Regions from separate parts of the Gossypium hirsutum genome. Here all the other regions are linked to region 3. The links are chromatin contacts, called in public Hi-C maps. All regions are on one chromosome and are shown on one strand. Each heading gives the region's core, a stretch centred on a gene start, on an enhancer-like site or on the middle of the called end of the contact. The rest is flanking DNA. Distances are from core to core; before and after follow the strand shown.

Evidence for each region. A called contact is a pair of places that touch in the nucleus more often than the background predicts.
Region 1: a contact with region 3 is called in a Hi-C map of leaf, with 1.6 times the contacts expected there. The contact joins the promoter of LOC107954513 here to the promoter of LOC121219101 in region 3. A contact is called at or near these places in 2 of 34 Hi-C or Micro-C datasets (both in leaf).
Region 2: a contact with region 3 is called in a Hi-C map of leaf, with 2.4 times the contacts expected there. The contact joins the promoter of LOC107954501 here to the promoter of LOC121219101 in region 3. A contact is called at or near these places in 5 of 34 Hi-C or Micro-C datasets (anther, callus, fibers and 1 more).

What each region holds. Positions count from the first base shown.
Region 1 is chrD07:23,638,548-23,643,328 of Gossypium_hirsutum_v2.1, reverse strand. LOC107954513 (protein CURVATURE THYLAKOID 1A, chloroplastic) reads right to left here and starts at 2,491. Exons shown (of 5, transcript XM_016890098.2): 1 at 2,145-2,491; 2 at 1,691-1,779; 3 at 1,497-1,604; 4 at 1,301-1,372; 5 at 883-1,083. The coding sequence starts at 2,301. The coding sequence ends at 1,018.
Region 2 is chrD07:23,314,338-23,319,303 of Gossypium_hirsutum_v2.1, reverse strand. LOC107954501 (putative anthocyanidin reductase) reads left to right here and starts at 3,485. Exons shown (of 5, transcript XM_016890087.2): 1 at 3,485-3,806; 2 at 3,880-4,046; 3 at 4,129-4,341; 4 at 4,429-4,811; 5 at 4,904-4,966. The coding sequence starts at 3,662. LOC107954502 (a long non-coding RNA gene) reads right to left here and starts at 397. Exons shown (of 2, transcript XR_001699576.2): 1 at 1-397.
Region 3 is chrD07:23,496,532-23,501,194 of Gossypium_hirsutum_v2.1, reverse strand. LOC121219101 reads right to left here and starts at 2,222. Exons shown (of 2, transcript XM_041096745.1): 1 at 692-2,222. The coding sequence starts at 1,921. It overlaps LOC107956119 (a long non-coding RNA gene), which reads left to right. Exons shown (of 6, transcript XR_005915805.1): 3 at 43-77; 4 at 177-331; 5 at 2,229-2,342; 6 at 2,816-3,170.

The sequences.
Region 1 (4,781 bases), core at 1,242-3,741, 140 kb before region 3:
ATTGTATATTTAATGTAGCATCACATCATTTTTCACTCGATTTCAAAATTTTTAAAATTGAGATAATGCTTGTATTTAGGATTTTCAAGGAAATTGAGCCCTAACGTATTGGGTTCCGATTTTCTTCATTAAATCTAACAATCGAGCATTTCTCTTTAATCAAAAAAATAAGAACTCATTATTGGGAATTCAACACGTTGTGTCCTAACATATTGGATGTGACGCATTGATTTCTCGAAATGAAGATTTTTTCTAAAAAATAATAAAGGAAATATTTCGAGTTTGGGATTTTGGAGGAATTGTGCCCTAACGTATTGGGCCGCAATTTCTTAAATCTTGAATAAATGGATATTCTTTTAAATTTTTATTACGCAAGTATTCTGAGCTAATTCATTTTTGAGGAAATTAGAATGTCGTGCCCTAACGCATTGGGTGTGGCATTTTCTTTCTCTGAAATGATAAGGGTCTTAATACGTAACGTTTAAGAGTTTTTGCTAAGGATTATATTTTTCAAATTTTCGACATTAAGACATTAATTAATTAACTAGGTACCAATTTTTGGGCGTTACGAGGGTGCTAATCCTTCCTCGAACGTAACTGACTCCCGGATCCGTTTTTCTAAAACTCGTAGACCAAAGCCGTTTTTTTAGGTAATTCAATCACACCTTAATAAAAGATTGGTGGCGACTCCCAATTTTCATTTTTTTAAAGTCGACAACCTAAATTTTTTGTTTTTCAAAAAAATGGTTTCTACAATTTCAATGGAAGAAACAAGCTATACTTCCTACACATTAAAAATGCATTTATAGAGAGAGGGATGGAAATTGTACCCCCATGACCATACACATAAAAATGGACTAGTATCACTCTAAGAACAGGGCAAACAAAAAGTTTGGCATGGATTACATATACAAGGCAATCCTACGATTACATGATATGATACACATGTCTGTTTTACAGGGTACAAAGGGACCAAAAACAAAATGAAGGCATGGGCATGCCAATCTTTGTGTGCATCTATTCAGTTTCAGCAATCTTCTTCTTCAGTGACTCAATATCCGTAGCTAGTTCCTTCCTGCTTGACTGAGGAAATAAGCTTAGTTGTTAACACATGGTTCTTATGATTAGCGCGGAATGCGTACATATGATTTATTTACCCTAACTAGTCTTAAAAACATTAATAATTTGTAAGTGAAGCCATTGTTTTTAAGTTAAATACCATCTATAACATAAGCACTGAAAGAGGATAACATTAGCCAGTACTAAGATTGATGGGGCTACACAGTTTAATAAATCCTACCTTGAAAAGAAGGTATCTGTAGACAAACCATCCTGTATATCCAAGTCCAACCAACTCCATTATCTTTGGAAGCTGGTAAAACACAGAAAATCATTTCGTTTTGGATCAGTGATTTAATCGAAAGGGAAGATGTGTTGTTAGCCAATCTAATTACGAATACAGATAGCCGAAAGTGTAGTGTTGAGAGTTGAATTACCAAGGGGACTGAGTTGAGAGCACCAACAAAAATAGATGATAACCAAACAGCAACGATTGCCCCACCACCATAAAGAATAACTGTGGACTTGTTCTCAACTTTATCCCACTAATAAAAACAAGGGAAGGAAACCATGTCAGTTGCAGACAGCTCCATCATCTACCAGACATAATAGTATAAGACAATGTCCTCACCTTTTCCTTCAAGTCAGTGAAAAACTCCCCAGCATCGACAGCGGTCTCTTCTGAGGCTTTTGTCAGCAGCTGAGAAAACCTCCGGGATTCTGTTTTAGATGCCAAAAAATGGACATAGATTAAATCATCCTAACCCATAATTAAGAACCTGCATATGCATAGGGACTCTGAATTTTAAATTTATAATGATAAAATTGCATTTTCACTCAACAAAACCATAAAATTTTGATTTAATCCTTTAAAAATTATAAAAATATAAATTATTAAAATGATAAAATTACATTTTTACTATCATCAAAAAAATACAATATTCATTCAAAAATTTTCTGATCGCCACAGTTATTTTCCAAAATTTGAAGTTAACCAATAAGAAAAGAAATCTTGGAACTAGTGATTACATTTCGCAGGTGATGTTGGAAGTGAGTGTTAAAAAGGCCATGTATAAGAGCTGTACCTGGACTTAGCTTAACGGAAGAGGAAAAAGAAGCGCTGGAAACGCGAGGAGGGAGAGACGGCAAGGCAGAGCAGTGGGTGATCCTAGCGGCAGTGTGGACACGTGGAACCAAAATGGCGGTGGCCGCCATGGAGGATGATGCGGCGGAGGCGGCCATATATCAAATAAAATCAAGCTACTTTGGGTGGGTCGGAGTCGGATTTGTGGCCGCTCGAATGCTACAACAAAATCCTATCCTTACGTTGGGTGCATGGCTCTCTTTGTAATTGGTTTTGATGCTAGGGTTGGATGCGTGATTTGGGTGGACGACACGTGGACAGGGTTGGGATTCTGATTGGTGCATTGCCTATCTGCAATCCGCATGTTTCGCTATCTCACATGGCGTTTTGGATCCCACGGGCAGTTCCACATGGCATCTTGTCTTGTCTTGTAATGTTTTGGTTCGTGTTATTTTTTATTTTTTTGGGTAAACTACCTGGATGGTAACCAAACTTTTGCATAGGTTCTATGTTGATCACCTAACTTCAAAAAACTTTCAATTTCATTACCAACGTTTTCAAAATTTAGAATTTTAGTCACCCATAATTAAATTCTTAACAGAAAGCTGATATGAGTCTTTTTTTTATTGACCTAATAGCAAGTTCAGTTTTTCAATGTTTACACATTGTATAAATTTGATCTTAAATTTAAAAATTCAACAAATTTATTCCTCAATTTCTTTGAAAAAAGTTATCGAATTTCGTAAATGACGAAAACGGAGAATCAAAATTGGATGGAAGTTTTATTTTGGTTGGTGGTGGTGTTTAATATGGAAAGTGAGAAACATGTCAAGTTTTAGAGTTTGATGGGGATAATGTTGATTGCAAACAGAGTAAGCATCTAGGAAGTCGTCAAAGAGGTTTTGGGCTAACCCGAACATATTCGATCTCTACCAAAGTTGTAAGTACTAGTAAGTTCATTTGGTGAATCATATTGTTTATAAAGTTCGAATTCGTAAAAGTAATTATATGAATCAATTGAATTTTTTTTAAATTTTTTATACTCTATCTAATTAAGGTTTTCAAACTAGACCGATAATTAAATTGGTCGAGTCGTTGATTCATCGGTTCAATTAAATAAATCATTAAAAATCCCAAAAATATTTTAAAAATGGCTCAAGCAATTTTTTAACTTAACTTAAATCGATCCATACCAATTTACAAATAAATCAATCTGATGTCTCTCTCCGAATCAGAATCTAAACCGATTCTCGATCCAACCAATATATCTAACCGATTTTGTTGAAACAACCATGTATCTAACAGTTACTTTTGAGTCTATAGTTGAATGGTTCTTTATTTCAATACATCGATTGCCCTTAACCCGCAACCTTCATTCAAAAATTATTTTTTTTATTATAGAAAACATTATTAAATAACAATTCGAGTAAAATTATCTAAAAACTCAAATAGTCTAAAGTTAAGCCTAACGCTGTTTTCCATTGCTTAATGAAAAGCTAAGCATTCATCAATGGCTTCAGTTTTTTCTTCACAGGACTCCTTAGACTGTTTCACCATCTCCGCTCGTTCTGCGATGGCCCTTTCTTTCCAATAATCTTTTTGCTTGTAAACACCACCAAAAGAATATATATAAATAAATAAAACTTTTCAAGGTTTTAAAATTTATTTAGAATTAAATTGATAAAATATGTAAATATTAGAGGATTAAGCTTATCATTAGAATAATAAAAAAGGCTAATGTTAGCTTTTGGTTAATTATTTAACGGTGGGGGATTAAAATTTTAAAATTTGAAATTATTAGTGATGAAATTGAAAATCTTTTAAGTTGGGTGACTGAAATAGAACCTATCCAAAAGTTGGATAACCATCCAGGTAGTTTACCCTATCTTTCGGCTTGGTTTGGTGGATCCTCATTGTTTCCTTAAGGGTCTTGCCAAATATTTGCTAAAATGGCCTCATTCTCTGGGTCTTTTAAACCAACAAAAAGGTAATGGTCGGCCCTTAGAATTTTGGTAGTTTGGGCTAATATTGGGCTTCACCAGCAGTCGAGATGGTTGGCCCTTAGAATGTTGGTGACTTAATGTCACATCCTTATCTCTTATTTTTAATATTGTGTCAAATTATTTTTAGTGTACCTATATTATATTTATATATACTTACAATATACTGCCCCACCAATTAAGTCCCAATTCAACGTGGAATTGTCAGATAGTCATTTCTTTTACAAAATCACAAGTGATATTTATATTTTTTATATTTTATATTTTGATAAATCTAAAATATATATATAAATGATGAAAATTATAAAATTTGAACCCAAAACATTATCAACTTCACTATATACATAATTTTATCAGTCTAGCTAAAGTTACATTTAATTTTTAAATCATGTTTTATAAATTTATTATATAAAATTTTTCACTCACATCATGATATACAATCTACTATCTATATTCTAAGCTAATTGAAAAATAAAATACTCATTTTAGTGCTCTCGAATCTATTTTCTCCTAGTTATTACAATAATAACAATATTAACTAAGTTAAAACTAAATCACAATTTAGTTAATTTTATTAATTGTTACTGTATATCACAACATATAAATTTAGGGATGATAATTGTGTGGGACGGGTAAAT
Region 2 (4,966 bases), core at 2,236-4,735, 180 kb after region 3:
CTTGGCCTATTTAAGAGACGAAAGCTTCATTGCCAAATCAGAATGGTTGAGCACGATAGTGAGCAGAGAAAGGGCTTAGTCCCTAGAATCTTCAACATTCATGGATATCGGCTTCCCCCACAAGATTTTTGATTGATTTTTGGGTCAGAATTGTAAGAAAGGGGATAAAGTTAGGGTTTTGAAGGGTAAAGGCTCAGGAAGTGGAGAAAAGGGGTGAGGGAGGAGACGAATGAAAAAAAGGGAAGGAAGAAAAAAGAAAGAAAAAGGAAAAACGAAGAAAAAAAAGAAGAGAGGAAGTTTTAGGGATTTGATTTGGGGGTTTTAAGAAGGGTAAAATCTAAAATGACACAAATAAAAATTGGCTTAAATAAAATATTTATCAACACATAAAAAAAAGGTTGTGATAGGTTATATTTTCTCAACTCTTTCTGCAAAGTCAGGATATAATTAGATTTTACCAACACCTAAAAAGTTGCTTAAAGATACAAATTTAAACGACCTAAAAAAGGTTGGCGCAGTCCAAAAAGAGTTGTCTTAGGCTTTTCATATGACAACACTTTTATGTAGTTGGGAAAGGTATAACAAATGCCGGCATAGTGTTGGGCAAAACCGACACATTTTTAAGCATTGCCTTAGGCATGGATATCTCGATCCTTACACAAGAGTTGGCCAAAGCGTATATAGACAAGTCTATCTCGACACTTAAGAAAATGTCGAAAAAAAGTGTCGCGATAGGCCTATTTTGTTGTAGTGTATGGAAATTTTAAATAAAAAACTATAAAAAAAATGTCTCTGGTTTACTTATAACTAAATTAAAATATACTCACCAAACTTATCTAATTTGAAACTTAAATTAGAAATTTTTACTTTTAACCGGAACCCTAAAGGATATCTAAATAATTCTAGTAAAATACCTTCAATTCCTAAAATTAGTTCTATCTTAGAATTCTAAAAAAACCTAGAAATTACCAATGAATTAAGAGAAATATTAAAACCCGTCTACAACTTATTTGATCTTTTATTATTATTATTATTTTGTAAAAGATTTAATTAATAACGTTGAACCTATCAAGATCTTATGAAAGTATCCTATACCGGGTTTATGATTTATCTTACTTTAAAATTCTTGATCTAAGGTTTAAATTCGTCAAAATTCTAAAATAATACATCTTAAATAACATTTATTAGTGTTAAGTATGACTCCTATTTTAGTCAAATTTAAGAAATAATCTTCTAGTTAAACTTTGTTTATTTGTTTCAATCAAACACTGATTAGTTTAGATTATTTTATTATTATTTGACATATGAATTTAACCTATAAATAAATGAATTTAGCCTATAAATAGACTCTTTTACAACCTTAGAAAATACACCCATGAGAGATTAGAACTCATAACACATTTAGAGAATTTTGTGTTTACGTTCTTTGTTTTCGGATTTTCAGGGTTTAGTTTTTATCTCCATCTTTTGTACTCTTCGTTCTTTTGCCATTATAATAAAATTATCTTTACACGTAGTTTTTTATCCTCTTTGGAGGAGTTTTTCCACGTTAAATTTGTGTGTTCAATTTCTTAATTTCTTCTGCTATTTTTACTTGTTCCTTGTTTAATCGGGTCGATCTCTAACAATTAGCTTTCTTAAAAAGTTTCTAAAATAAAATACTTATAATAACCTACTCATGATTTACAATTCACCTACAAAAATCTTTAGTTTTAATCTTGAACAAAGTTCTAAAAAATATTTACACATTAATTTAAGATTTTAAAGAGGAATCCTATATGATATTTAAAATTAGTTTAAGACCCTAAAAAAATATCCTACATATTATTTATAATTTTTCTAGGGTAAATGGTAGACAAGATCTTAAAAAATCAAAGTTTTATTTCGAAGTGGTTGAAAAAGATCAAAACTTTATTTTAAAATTTTCCTTTAAAATGACTAAAAAATAGATTTTTATTTTTAAAAATCTAAAATCTCTTTTTCTTTTTTAAAAAATCACTACTTTTCTTAAAAATTAAATATTTTATTTTGAAATATTGTTTTAAAATTTTAAATTTTCCTTAAAAGGATTAAAAAACAGATTTTTATTTTTAAAAATCTAAACTTTCTCCTTTTTTTTTAAAAAAACCAAAACATTTCCCAAGATCAAGCCATTTAAAAGAAAAACCTTTATTTTAGAAAGGGGAAGGGAAAAAAATAGAATTTTTGGGGCTCTTAGGGGCGGAAGACCAACTGTCTGATGATGTCCATCGGAGCTCAAAACTTGATCCCTTATGATATGTCTATGGCAAAAAGAAAAAAAAAAGGAAAAAAAACATGATGTTTTTTTCCTTTCATCTTAAAAAAAAAATTTGAAAAGCTTTTTTTTTTCTTTCATTTTATTTCATGTATATATATTATTTTTCAATCTTGTTTATTTGTAAAAAAATAATAATAATATTTAATAATAGTAGCAGTAATGATAATAATAATTTTGACTCTTGACAGACCCCCAAAAAAAAGAAAAAAAAAAGAAAAGCCTTCAATTCATCAAAATCAGGTGAGCTTCGAACAGACCCAAAAGAGAACAAAAATTTAAAAAGAACAAAAAAAGAGTAATCCTTCAAATTGTGTTCCAAACATAGAGAAAGGTTTGTCCCACATGTTTCTCCTTTCATTTGCCCTTCCATTTTTCTTAATACCTTCTTCATTCCGTCTATCATCTCAAATCATCATTTTTATAAATATGTGGAGCAATCATGATTAAAAATTAAAATTTTAATATTTAATTTTTGGGTTTTGAGATAATAAAATTAAGTACCAAATTTTGGATATTGCATGGTGTTACAATATTTTTCAAATGAAACGACTCTCACACTTAAATTGTTTCTCTTTTGATTTTAAATGTAGGACACAAAATATTTTTTAATATAATTTTAAATGTCTTTATTTATATAAAATATAATTTATAGGTCATAGATCACATTTTATATAAATATATAATTCTACAAAGATTCTTATATTTTTATACAAAAATTTTGAGATTTAGTTGCTCTACTATCTCCACGCTACAAAAGCAATGTTGATGGCATAACTGGTTATCATGTCCACTTTCTCTGCAGCATTCAAAAGTTGAAAATGACAAAATCTAAACCTCTAAATTACGCATGAATTACACTAATAACAAAGTTGAAGGTATGAAGGAAAAAGCTTTGATTAATCCACTTTACATTGCCACATTCAACTTTTGAAATAATAATGCAGAGATTACAAAATCATTCATGAACATCCATATAAAATAATGAAATAATCTACGGTAGAGATTTGTTTGGTTGAAACATGTAGTGACATAATCGAGGCGCTGCAATCAAACAAAGAATAGCAGGCATTTTTCTCCTCGCAATGCCGTGTAAATCCCGTCTTTTGATTATATTCTCTATAAAATAGTTAAAAGGAAGATACACATTTTATCCTAGCAGAAATGCCGCTTTATTTTCTATATGGCAAGAAGGAAATAGGTTGATCCTCAGTCCTGTATAAAATAATTAAAGTATACTTTGACATAAATTTAATTTCCATAATTAATAAATTATAATATTTAAGATTAAAATTAAATAAGTATTTCTATGATTAATTATATTTTACGCGAGGGGTCACTCTTGTTGTTAGATATGATATATACATGGATAAGAGAGAGAATTTAGCAGCAATGGAGAAGGGTAAGTGCAGGGTATGCGTTACAGGAGCCGCTGGTTTCATTGGCTCTTCTCTGGTCAAGAAGCTACTAGAGAAAGGATATACTGTCCACGCCACCCTCAGAAAGTTGGGTACACTTAGTATCTCTCTTCCATTTCTGTCATCGTGTTTGATTATGTTTCTAATGCAATATTTTCATGACAGGCGATGCTTCAAAGGTTCAACTCCTTAAGAGCTTTCCTCACGCGGACACAGAATTAGTTTTGTTTGAAGCTGATATAAACAGGCCAAATGAGTTTGAGCAAGCTATTCATGGCTGTATGTGCGTTTTCCATGTTGCGACTCCCTTGCAACCCTCTGATGCTTCTCAGGTTTCTCTCTTGTGACATTACTTTTTCATCCTCTTTATAGTTTAATCTTTGAACCATGCCGGTTTTGACGATTTATGAACAGTTTAAAAACACGAGTGAGGCTGCAGTTTCTGCAATAAAAAGTATTGCAGAGTGTTGTATAAAATCAGGTAGTGTGAAACGATTAATCTACACAGCCTCTGTTTGTGCTGCATCGCCATTGAAAGACGATGGGAGTGGTTACAAGGAATCCATAGATGAAACCTGTTGGACGCCCCTTAATCTTTCACTTGCTTCCTCTAATGGCTTCTTTAAGGCAAGTTGTACATTTTATTACTTGAAAACAATATATGAGATCACGATAGCTAAGAATCCTGTATGTTTATTGTTGGGGGTCGTGTAGGATTACACAGTATCAAAGACATTGGCAGAGAATGAAGTTTTGGGGTATGGGAGCAGTGAAAAAGATGGTGGAATGAAGGTGGTAACCGTAGCTTGTGGCATTGTTGGAGGAGATACTGTTTTATCTTATACACCTGGAAGTGTGGCTGCTTTCATTTCACAAGTTACACATAACGCGCATTCATACCGAAGTGTGAAATACGCGGAAGAACTGCTGGGGAAACTTCCGATTGTACACATAAATGATGTTTGTGAAGCTCATATTTTCTGCATGGAGAAGCCTTCCATCAGCGGTAGATTTTTAATTGCCAGCGCTTTTGTTTCGGCAGCACAACTTGCTGGTTGCTATCAACTGCATTACCCAGAATTTAATGTTAAAGCAGAGTAAGTATCCCAAACCATTCATCTTGAGTCGTAACTAGTTTCTCCTGCATGCTATGATCTATATATATTTATTAATGGAAAATGAATTTCAGGAAATTGGATGGAGCAAAAGGAGATACCAAGTGGGGGTCTACCAAGCTTATTGAAAAGGGCTT
Region 3 (4,663 bases), core at 973-3,472:
AAATATGTTATTGTAGACAAGGTGTTTGTGTTTTGGTTGCAGAGACTAGGGCCTGATGTTCGAGAGGGAAAGCGAAGGTAATTCAATTATATTGGTAAAAAAAGTATATTGAAAGCCAATTGATTTACGTTCCTTTATGGGTTGTGGTGAATGATTTATACTATATTTTGTGTTAGGGAAACTACTAAGAGAAGTAGAGCTTGAATTGATGGAAGTTTTGATCCAGGCTACAAAACTAGGTGACTAGAAAACATTGCAGGCTTTAGCTGGTTCAAAGACGCAAATCATTGAAGAAGATGATGATGATGATGACGACCAATTTGAATATAGTGTAATTCAAGTTTTGATTTGAAGACTTAGTGTAGGCTTGTTAGAGTATTATAAAGAAAGTCAGTTGTCAGTTAGTTGTTAAGTCAGCAGTTAGTCTGGTAAGGCAGTTACAGCTCATGATGTAGAACTCCTTTAAGAAGAATCTCATTAGTCTTCAAATCACGAACTTGACATTGTGTGGGAAGAAATTCAAACATCACCTGGTTATCTCTTGTGAATTTTGACACAGAGAGTAAATTTTTAGTTATGCCAGGTGTATATAATAAGGATTTCATGTAAAGCGGTCGCATCTTAGTAAGCAGAGAAGACTGACCAGAGAGTAAGACAGGTAGAGTATCACCATTGCCAACATACACCTTACCTGGCCCATTGCGCGAGGTGTTATCACCAAGAGTGGCAACCGAGTGAGTGAGGTGACGAGTTGCCCCAGAACCCGGATACCAGGCATTGTCTCCAACAGTGTCAGAAGTAGCCAGCAAAGCATGAGGCTGAGACGCATTGATAGATGAAACCTGAGTCTGTGGTGATGGGTTACCAACAAAAGGGTTTGTCCAGTTAGAAGGGGGGCTATTTGATAACTCCAGTTGGGTGGAGGAGCAGACAACACAGGTGTTGGTGACATCATAGCAGGTGAAGTCCAGAAAGAAGAACCAGGTGCATACATACACGCATTTGCCTGTGGTGGAGGTTTATAATTGTTGCTTTTGTAGGACGCATCAAATCTGTAGTAGCAATAATCTACAAGATGGCCTGTTTTCCCACATAGCTGACACTGAAATCGAGTTCCAGAAAACCGACCACGTCCACAACCCCGAGATGCAGATGGTCGATAAGATGGTACAAACTCACTAGGAACAGATTCAGCAGGTTGCTGAGAAACCAGATTGGCAGAACTAGGAATCTCAGCCATTACAACTTGCTGACGAGACTCAGCATCAACCAACATGGTCACAACACTCTGAAGACTATATGGAACCTGACTAGCAACAATAATGGAAACAATAGACTCATATTCAGACAACAAACCATTTAAAATAGTCGTGACATGCTCATGCTCACTGATGACCTCCCTATAGCTGGCCAAATTGTCACAGTAGAGCTTAACTTTCATCAAGAATTCACGCATAGAAAGATCTCCCTTACATTGTGAGTGTAATGCACGGCGATAGAACATTAGCCGAGAAGTAGATTTACTGCCATATAAAGAGACAATGGCATTCCAGATTTGAGCACTCGTGTCCAATCCGATGAGATGAGCGAGAATCGCTTGACTCACTGAGGATAAGAGCCAAGAAGCAAGAGCACTATCTTGCTGTTCGAATCTAACAAACTCAAAATTTTCTTGAGGGACACCATTATCATCTGGAATCGTGGAAGGAGGTGGCACGGTGTGCAAGTCAAGAAAGCTCTGGAGCTTATAAGCTTTTACTGCCAAAAATACTTGTTTCCATAAAAGATAATTGGAATCATCAAGAAGAACACTGACCTTCTTGGTAGAAAAGAACCTGCTATCAACAACACTGCTGGTAAGGTTAGACGCCATCGTGGGAGTTGCGGACTGAGTATCAGATGGACTTGACAGAGAATCCATGCAACCAACAAAACTCAAAAACCACCAACCCAGGATGAGATGACCTCTGATACCATGTTGTATTATACTCAAGACTAACAACAGAATGAATACTTCAAATTATCTTATTCTTAAGTGAAGATGATACATGTATTTACACAAGACGTCATGAGTTGTAACTGCCTTACCAGACTAACTGCTGACTTAACAACTAACAACTAACAACTAACTGACAACTGACTTTCTTTATAATACTCTAACAAGGCTTAAACTGATTACACTTGCATGTATATTCTCTTACTATTTGTGCTGTTTTTTTTTAATTTAGTAGTCGCAGGAGTTTGTTAACACTGCAAATAGATTGTTTGATGGGTTGATAAGCAAGGTTATTGAAATTCCTAATGAAGTATTTTCAGTTAGCAGTGTCGATTTTGATCGTCAGGTAAGCAGACCGATTAAATTATTTCTCAAATGTTTTAATCAATATGTACCATTAGAAGCTCGAGGCTAGTTAGGCAAGCAAATTCATCTAAATTCTTCACCTCCAAATTGCTTCACTGCCCTGCATGTACAACTTAAATGTTGCATTGCTCAAAAGTCGAATTGTTGCTCCTTTTTTATTTTCTTTTATGTTATTTTGGATAAGTAACAGATTTTATTTATCCAAGAAGTTGTTAAACTGCTACTGGTACGCTGTCCACTAGATACACAACTTATAGCATCTCGACTGACTTGAACATAGAGGGATTTAAACCTCAGGCATTAGAAAGACGATTTAATATGTTGCAGTGCTCATTAGACCAGCATGCAAGCCATAAGCATACTACATCGTTATAGTTGATATAGCCAAGTACCACTGCCACTATTGCTTGATATCTTGTATTGATTTTTAATCAAGTTTTGTTGCTTTGACAGGAATTCTGTAAACTTGTTCGAAGAGTGCAAACAAGTTAAAAACAAAGCCAAAATGTGAGTGAAGAAGATAATGAAAAAATAGAATCAACAGTAAGAAGCGCCAGAAAGACCCTCACTCGTTTTCCTCGTACCGTCGCCAAGAAATTGACTACAGAAGAGAGTTTTGATTAATATGATTTGTAATACCATTATTTTGTACCATAGTTAAGTTCATTTTCTTATGCATGTCATATTGCATAAGATTAAAGTCTTAGAAATCACAAAATTATAGAGGCCATCGGCATGTTCTGCTGACAAACCAATATAGTAAAAAAAAGACATTCTTAAAAATTATTGATGTCCACCATCTTTTTTCCTTTAGGTGCCCATGTCTTGCGGTGTTGAACGGACACTTTCTTAATTTGTTGTAGAGCCTTCTATTTCTAAACCACTATTTTTGTATTTATTCACAACATTTTACATGTAAATATCAAGTGGGAGGAAATAAAATTAAAATCTCAACCAAACACAACAACTCATTTCAAAATTCGGAAGAGTAGGCACAGTAGCAACTTTTCTAGTTTAGTCCACAATCATTGACGATTGTTTTCGAAAGCTCAGTAACCACAACTATCTATCTATCTATCTATATCTATATATACACATATATATATCGCCATTGAAGAATATCACCATTTCTGAACAAGAAGAATCGACACTACTAAACAAAAATACTTCATTAGTAATTTTTTCCTTCGTCGGTGTTATCTTCACACACTTTCCATGCCACCACCATTCACAACTGTCACAACCAATCCAAAACTCATCGGAATTGTATCCTCCCCCTTCTCCCCCCGACAGATCCCATAAAAGGTATCGTATTGCTTTTCTTCATCCTTCTCGTAACTATTATCAGTTATCTTAAGATTGTTTCTCGACTACCCATCGAGTGACCTCTGAAAGGCAAAAGGTGGAATGATAAATACAAAAACCAAGCAAGAAAAAATGATGATCCAGTTCGAATTGCATTCATCATTCACCTTAGTGCTCTTTCGTGATTTGCTTCCGCACTCTATTCTGGGTTTGTCTTTGACTTGCTTCCTTCCAGTAACAACTTTAAAGATGGTGCGAAGATCGTTTATCATGCTAAATAAGTGCTTTCTATGGAGTGAAAGGCACAAGACTAATGATTTATAGTCCTATCACAACATCACATGCCAAAATCTGCCACTGTATGCATACCCGTCTTGGATATATACACATATTCAAAACTCACACCTAAGTTTGAGTAACATAGTCAAGCATTCCAATATGAAAATCAGTACTGATAATTTTTCAAATTTCAGAGTCGAAACTCAGGCTCAACCAGTCTCCTTCCTCATTTTTTTTCTTCGTTTTATATCAAGTTATAGACATTCATGTTTTTTTTTATTTGTAATTGACATTCATATTTCAGTATGAATAAGGTATATAACAACATAGCTGTAGGGCTCAAATTTTGCCCGGAGCCCAAAGTAAACAAAAATTCACAGTCCATAACCCCCAAGCCCAACAACTAAAAAACCTAACAACCCAGGCCCAATATGGCCCCAAGGCCCAAAATAAAAATAAACCCTAGCTACTGCTGGCAGCCGCTCCTGCCTCTGCCCAGCCCTTTGTGCGTGACGAGCCTCCTCACGTGCACCACATCAGCGCCTCCATCTGGCCTCCGTACACGCCATGTCCCCTCTTCGTACGTCGTACCTGCAACAACAGACAACCAACGGCGTTGTATTGGCCACATAACCCGCGCGTGTGACCCGACCCGGGGAAGGATCCGCGCGTTTTGCAACATTTGGGAGATTTGCGCAAATGGTCCCCTCTTTTTTG